Linked DNA regions of Sus scrofa: region 1 is linked to region 2. A link is a contact called in public HiChIP or PLAC-seq data. All regions are on one chromosome and are shown on one strand. Each heading gives the region's core, a stretch centred on a gene start, on an enhancer-like site or on the middle of the called end of the contact. The rest is flanking DNA. Distances are from core to core; before and after follow the strand shown. Region 1 holds the start of DEGS1 (delta 4-desaturase, sphingolipid 1). Region 2 holds the start of WDR64 (WD repeat-containing protein 64).

Region 1 (4,064 bases), core at 779-3,278, 720 kb after region 2:
TGCTGGGTGGATTCTCTTCCTCCACTTTCTTGCAATACCAAGAACTTCCCTCCCAAGTGGGCTATCTTTCAAAGAGTTTCAGAGCCCTGAGGCCAGTCTACTCCAATGCACTCCATTCACTCAGCTCCCCAGCCGTCATGTCAGGCCATCATTTGTCCCTTTTTATATATGCCTGCACTTTTGTAATTATGAAGACAGGTGTGTATATACGCAACTATGGATTTTTTCTTAATTTTCCAACAGTTATTCCTTCATTTATACAATGGTCTTGAGTCTTTCTGTTTTTCTCTCTCTCTTTCACTCTATCTTTCTTATTTTTTTGAACCCACCTGAAGCGTGACTGTGTTGTCCACCCATCGGTGGTCTTCCAGCCACGGAGGTGATCACACCCACCTCATCAACACACAGACATCTTTTCCCCAGGGAGCCAGGAGGCATCTCCGTGAGAGCTTTCTGTATATCATTCTACCGGCCTTCTTTTAGGTATTTCCCCTAAAATAAATGGGAACATATGTTAATGCAAAGATATGTCCGTGACAATTCATAGCAGATTTATTTATAATAAGTAGCTCAAAACTAGAAAAAATCCACACATCTATCACTTGGTGATGGGATAAATAAGTCTGGCAGCTTGAGATGTAAAAATACTGTTAGCAATAAAAAGGAATAAATTATTGACACAAGCATCAACAGGCACAGATCTCAAAAACATAACATTGAGGAAAGGAAATCTTCCTCAAAAGAATATATCATGGCGTTCCCGTCGTGGTGCAGTGGTTAACGAGTCTGACTAGGAACCATGAGGTTGCAGGTTTGATCCCTGGCCTTGCTCAGTGGGTTAAGGATCCAGCGTTGCTGTGAGCTGTGGTGTAAGTTGAAAATGCAGCTTGGATCTGGCATTGCTGTGGCTGTGGTGAAGGCCGGTGGCTACAGCTCGGATTAGACCCCTAGCCTGGGAACCTCCATATGTTGTGGGAGCGGCCCTAGAAAAGGCAAAAGGACAAAAAAAAAAAAAAAAAAAAAAAAAAAAAAACCGAAACCCAAAACAAAACAAAAAAACTTGACAATTTGAATCACAATCTAAATAAGATCAATAGGTGTTCCCTCGTGGCTCAGCGGTCCAGGATGGTCACTGCTGTGACTCTGGTTACAGCTGTGGTGCGGGTTCCAACCCTGGCCGGGTAACTTCCACTGACAGAGGCAAAAAAACAAAAACAAGAACGAAAAACCAATACATTGCAATTTCCTCTTTTCCTTGTTTCTTTTGCATTTTACTTATTAAAGTACCCAGTACGTTGTCCCATATTTAAGGTCTTGCGATTCCATAGCTGTGGTGTAGCATAACATTCTCCTCTGTTCCATTTTCTACTCATTACAGTTGTATCTCGGGGCTTGCGGGTTCGTGCCGTTCGCTTACTCTGCGGCACACTCTGTTGGTTATCGTCCTTTTTGTCATCTTAGTCAAAGTTTCTTTTTTAATGGAGAAGTGGTAACTTATTTTGAAACAAAACGTCCCCTCCTTCAGGAAGAGGTGGTGGTTCGGACCGCTTCTGTGACAGATGTAAGGTTGAGCAATCACCTTGTAAGAGCAATAGAATAATTCAGGCGAAACAAATTCCTCCTCATTTTTCACTCTCAACAGCAGTGATTTCCTTTCTCTTTATTAGCTTTTAATAGCCACACACTCCGCATTTTTCCCCGTGAGGTATTATTTCCAGTAGGCGGCCAAAAATAAACAAAACTTGGGCTAGATGCCATTCATTAATGACCAAGGATCCTCGTGATGGAGCTCCGGCCTTCCCCGGAGGCGTTAAAGCGCAATCTGTAACTTAAGACCTTTTTCACCTTTTCCCCGGGCTCGGGCACCGGCACCTGGCAGGATAGGCCGCAGGGAACCGGGACTCGCAGGAACACTCTGCGTGGGCTTCGCCCGCCCCGCCGCGCTCCCCCTGGGGGCGTGGGGCGGGGGCGGGGCCTCTGGACTCCGCCCCGGCCTCCTTCTCCTCCGTGGCTCCGCCCTCCGCCGGCTGACACGAGTCGGGAGCTGCCGCCGCTGCCGTCGCCGCTTTCGCCTTCACCTCGGAGATCGAGAGCGGGGAGCAGGCTCGCGAGCCGCCGCCGCCTCCGTCGCCGCCATGGGGAACCGAGTTGCGCGGGAAGACTTCGAGTGGGTCTACACTGACCAGCCCCACGCCAGTCGGCGCCAGGAGATCCTGGGTGAGGTCTGGGCCTGCGCCCCGTTATGTGCGCGCGCGCGGCCTCCCGCCTCCAGGACGCGCCCTCCGTGAGCAGCCCCTGAACGCCCGAGGCCCGTTAAGAGCCGGCTCCTGCCGCGTCCAGCCGCCGCCCGGGCAGGTTGGCCGCGCCGCGGCGCGGGAAAGGCCAGGGTAGGCTCAGGCCCGAGCTCCCGGGCTCGGGCTCGGGCTCGGGCTCGGGCCCGGGGCGGGAGGGAAGGAGCCCCGCGCGTCCCCGGCCCTTCGGCGGAGAGCTCAGGCGCGCCCTCGAGCGCGGGCGTCCGGTCCCGACCTGGGTTTGCTTAGAGCCGGGTCCCCCGAGCGCCTTGATTCCTATGCCGCTGGTGGGTGCCGTTTCCTCTCCCTCCTCACCCTCCTCCACCTCTGCCGACCCGGCCTGGCCGAAGCCAGCCAGCGAGCTTGCGCCAGGCAGGGCGTGGCCCGCCAGCATCTTGGGGCCCACGCGCTGGGCGCGCTGACGTTGGCAAGACGCGGACAGGCGATCCTGGCAAGAGCTGCTTGCGGTCTTGGGCCCGGGGAGGGGTCGGGTGGTACCCGACTGGTGTGACCCCGCGGTGAGCGTTCCAGGATCTGGGTCCTGCTATGATCAGGCCGCTCTCATCCTCACAGCAAGAAGGGGTGCAAAAAGGGCAGTTTCATATATATTTTTTCATCCATCCCAGTTCTGTAGATGAAAGTCTGAAGTATGGAAGACTTGCCAAGATTAGCCTTCTCGACCCCTAACTGCTAACTTAGGGCCTTTACATCAGGTTAACTAGGCCTCTAGAGGTGTAAGGCGCTCAGCTATTTGCAGCTTCTGTACTGCACAGAGAATTCTCTCCTTTCTCCCAGGGTACTTTTAATGATATGGTAGGCATTGTGTTGAGTGCTTTACAAACATTACCCAATTTAATCCTCCCAATGAGGAGGATTCTCCCTATTTCAAAGATGAGGTAAGGGCGAATAAGTAAATGTTAGAGGGAATTCTGATGTGGGTTAGATTGCGTCCAAAGCAGATGCTTTTAACCTCTTGGCTGTTGTTTCAAAAATCAGGAGAGTAGTGGGTGGCAAGTTGAATAGGAGGAACTCTTTCTCATACACAGTATTCCCCTAGTTTTTCTTCTCCATTTGTGCAGTGAAAAGAAAAAGCGAGCCCCTGATTTTTTTTTCTGGGGTATCTAAGGGTGGAAAGTTCATGTATTCACAAAAAGGAGTTAGTAGATCCCATTGAAATGGATTTTTAAAAATTGAGTCAGTAAATTGGGAGTCGAGCCTTTATAGTTGCTATCAAGGGTAGCCTATTAAGAGACTGGTTCTTGGATGCCTTCCTTCTTTTTACTTTTAATTAAAGCATGTATTTTGCACATCACTTACACATAAGAGATAGCATAAGGTTCATTTTTTATCTATGCCTGATCACACTGCATAAGAGTAATCTGGTATCCACCCTCACCAACTCCTGGATACTGGAACTTAGCTGTTTAATATTCAGAAAATCAAGGAAGTAGAAAGGTGATTGTTGATGCTTATCTCAATATTGAGCCTTTTCCCCACAAACTTATTATCACTGGACCATTTCACTTGAAAAGTAAAAGGACTATATACTTCTCAATGAAAACATTATTTTCCCTGCAGGTATAAATACTGTTCTGTGTTCCATTTCAGGGGTGGAGCTGGAATAACCTCAGGAAAGATAAGAATCTGGAGGCTTGTTTAAACTATACTTAAATGGGAGTTCCTGTCGTGGTGCAGTGGTTAACGAATCCGACTAGGAACCATGAGGTTGCGGGTTCGGTCCCTGGCCTTGCTCAGTGGGTTAAGGATCCGGCG
Region 2 (3,609 bases), core at 819-3,318:
TAATAAATAAAATAAAATAAAGGTAATGGTAGGGAAATGGGAAGAGCTGTGTGTGCTGTTCCCTCCACACTCATCCCCCTCCCTTACCCCCCAGAGGTTCTCCAGGCCACAGCAGGCTCCGTTTTGGACGGTTAACAGGTGTTTTCCATGAGTTTTTACATTTCAATATTACAACGCTGTGGAATTTATATGCCTTAACAGTGACCAGAAAGGCTTTGAGAACTAAGATGTCAACCAAGGGCACTGAAGAACAGCTGGAAAAAGATATTGGAGATCAAGTTCATTTCACTTGCACCTACCGAGTCCAGCTCACTCAGTAAACTGGTTACATCTGCACGCTTCTCCTACTTTAACAGAATGAGATGCAGGCACAATCTGAAAATGCTTTTTATTGTGGCAAAATATGCAGAACATAAAATTTATCATCTCAGTCATTTTAAGTGAGCAGTTCAGTGGCATAATCAACTATCTACCTGTGCTACCATCCCCGCTCTTCATTTCCAGAACTTTGACAACCTCCCGAACTGAAGCTCTGTACCCGTGAACCGCTAACTCCCCATCCCGCCCTCCCCGCAGCCCTGAACTATTCTACATTCTGTCATTAAGAATTTGCCTATTCTCAGTCCCTCACAGAAGCGGAATCATATATTTGTCCTTTTGTGTCTGGCTTATTTCACTTAGCATAATGTTTTCAAGATTTATCTATGTTGCAGCACGTATTAGAATTTCATTTCTTTTTATGATGGAATAATATTCATTGTATGTACATATCGCATTTTGTGTATCCATTTTTCTGTGGATGGACATTTGGTTTATTTCCACCGTTTGGCTATTGGGAATACTACTACTATGAACACTGGTGGACAAAATCATGTTCCAGCCCCTGCTTTCAATTAATTCTTTTGGCTATATATCTAGAAGCAGAATGGCTGGATCATACGATAAATCCATGTTTTTTGAGCCACTGCAGTCACAGTGGCTGCATCCTGTTGAGCCACAACAGGAGCTCCTGTCTTATTTTCTTTATGGCACATTTCACAACACTACATATTTGATTATCATCTGTTCTCCCAACACGACTGGAACATAAGCTTTATGAGGACAGGAACTCAGCACCAATGAAAGAATGAATGAATACCTTGGGAAAAAACACAGAGTCCCTCTTCATTTAAGCATGCATCAAACTACTATTTATTAAGACCTTACTGTAGACTAGGCACATGTTGTAAACACAACGGATATTAGGCACAGAGCTTGTTAAATGGTTGTATAAATCTAAAATATAAAATTAGAGTTTTTAAAAGGACTGGGTGGGTGAGTCCCCTAGAGGACAAGTCCAGATCGGAAGCCTTAAGAAAAAATCACCAGCTATTGCTCCATGCACCATGATAGGAAGTAACCTTGTCTTGACAATTAGATTATATCTCCAAGGCCCACAAAACCGGGGTTCAGTGAAGCTAGCAATTTTCTAGGGATCTTCTAATGGAGGTGGGAGACACACTCCCTCGTGGAGGGCAGTTCCTTCGCCCTTGCACAGGCACAGTGCTGGCCAGCGGCGCCCAGGACAGCCTGTAGGACCAGCTCAGGACTGTGCACCCCGCAAAGACTACGGTCAGTTCCGGGACCTATGCTTGCCTTGCCCTCTATTTTCACTGGGTAAAAGGCCAGAGGTGCTGCCCCAGGTATAGCACCCACCTCTCTGCAACTGCGAGATGTGGGCTGGAGCTCGAGGGCGCCGCCTCAGTCGCCACAGCGCCCCTGCATGGAGGACAGCAAGGGCAAAATGAGCAGGCCTGGGGTGCAGCCGGGGCTTACCTCAAGTGTGCAGTACGCGAGCGGGTAGTAACAGCTTCCCGGAGAGGGAGAAGCCAAAGGATCCTGCCATAAATGGTCCTTAATGAGGGAGTGAGTGGGGAAAGAGGAGAGCCCTTCCAGCTGGGTGAGGAGGGCTGCGGAGAGAGGAGCCCCCGGCGATGCTTTGCCTCCAGGCCCCCACGGACTGTGCCGGCGGTGGCGGGTTACTGGGGACCTCAGGGCGTGGGGAGAGGACCCGGCGAATCAGGAAGCAGCTTGGACAGCGAGCAGGGGAGGGGTTAAGGTTGGGAGGTGCTCCGGGGCGGGGCTACAGGGCGCTAGGGGGCGGGGTTACGGCTGGGAGGGGCGTAGGGGCGGGGCTACAGGGAGGGAAAGGGCGGGGTTACGGTAGGGAGGGGGTAGGGGCGGGGCTACAGGGCGGGAAGGGGCGGGGTTACGAGCGGCGTCAGCGGTCTGCGCAGGGGCAGAAAGGGGCGACGGGGACCTCTGAGTGCGCAGAGCCCCGCGCAGAGCCCCAACCAGAGCGGTGCGCGCCGGCGCCTGGCGTGCACACCCAGAGAGGTGGCGGGGCGGCGAGGGCGCCGTGGGGCCCTCACGCCGCCTATCGGGGCGACTACGGGTGCGGGGCACTGCTGCGCCGGAAGCATCCTGCTGCTGCTCGTCCTCTACTTCAAATTCCAGCGGCTCCGCAGCCCCGCTTCGCCGGGCGCCCCCTGCTCATCGTTAGCCTCCGCCACCTGCTGCCTTCCGTTCTCGCGGCCGCGGTGGCTTTCGCGCCCCACAGAGGGGCGGCGCGGATGGTGCGTGAGACGGCTTCATCAGCAGCCTGTAGGGTGAGTGCCGGCGGAGACCGCCTCCTTCTGCGCCCCGACCTAGAGGCTGTGCTCTCCTGACCTCGCCTCCCCCGCCTCGACATCTCTTCCTCCGGCCTCCCCGCCTCACTTCATCCGCTCCCAGACCTCACTCCCTCCACCGGTCCTCCTCGCTCGCTGATCTCCGCCCCTCCCCGTGCTCCCAGGCCCCTCGCCCACCCAGACCCCAGCCTGCTGCCGCAGCTCCTCAATCACCTGCTCGGGAGCTCATCTCACTTGTCTGCTTTCACCTCCTGATTTAATTCAGTAGGGCCCGAGACAGTGGTTTTGACACTTTGAGGAAAGAAACGAGAGGGTGAAGTCAAGAACTTCAAGAAAAAAAGTGGTAGTATTTGTGAAACTTGGAGAGGGTGATGAGAAGTGATTTAATTCATATATTATTTTGCTAAAATGAGAGGTAGAAATCTGACATAGCAACAATGTGTAAATTTTTTTTTAAAATGCTCATTATCAGTTGTAAACCTTTGCTTTCTAGGAAGTGAAATAGTTTTATTCAGGTCCTCAGAATGCAAATTGTGCTCTATAAGCTATTTTTACTATATTTTCCTCCTTATAGGTTCCACCACACCAAAATATAAGGCGAGATTGCAAAAATGGCTCAGAGAACCCCTACTGAAATGGACAGATAATTAGCTATGCAGCCAGTAGATTTCATTAAACTAGAACTTGATCGTTAATTGAAATTTTTTATTTTTTTATTTTTTTGTCTTTTTGCTATTTTTTGGGCCGCTCCCGCGGCACATGGAGGTTCCCAGGCTAGGGGTCTAATCGGAGCTGCAGCCACCGGCCTACGCCAGAGCCACAGCAACGTGGGATCCGAGCCGCGTCTGCAACACCACAGTTCATGGCAACTCCGGATCGTTAACCCACTGAGCAAGGGCAGGGATCGAACCCGCAACCTCATGGTTCCTAGTCGGATTCG

Evidence for each region. HiChIP or PLAC-seq counts read pairs in DNA pulled down with a chosen protein or histone mark.
Region 1: an H3K27ac HiChIP or PLAC-seq map of skeletal muscle shows a contact between it and region 2, with 5 times the contacts expected there. The contact joins the promoter of DEGS1 here to the promoter of WDR64 in region 2. A contact is called at or near these places in 2 of 5 promoter capture datasets (fetal liver and liver) and 1 of 2 datasets of contacts at active chromatin or transcription factors (skeletal muscle).

What each region holds. Positions count from the first base shown.
Region 1 is chr10:12,555,737-12,559,800 of Sscrofa11.1, forward strand. It overlaps DEGS1 (delta 4-desaturase, sphingolipid 1), which reads left to right and starts at 2,029. Exons shown (of 3, transcript NM_001244121.1): 1 at 2,029-2,217. The coding sequence starts at 2,136. It overlaps LOC110255640 (a long non-coding RNA gene), which reads right to left and starts at 1,929. Exons shown (of 3, transcript XR_002336219.1): 1 at 1,846-1,929; 2 at 1-492.
Region 2 is chr10:11,833,219-11,836,827 of Sscrofa11.1, forward strand. It overlaps WDR64 (WD repeat-containing protein 64), which reads right to left and starts at 2,069. Exons shown (of 28, transcript XM_021064368.1): 1 at 1,816-2,069. CHML (rab proteins geranylgeranyltransferase component A 2) reads left to right here and starts at 2,254. Exons shown (of 2, transcript XM_021064370.1): 1 at 2,254-2,648.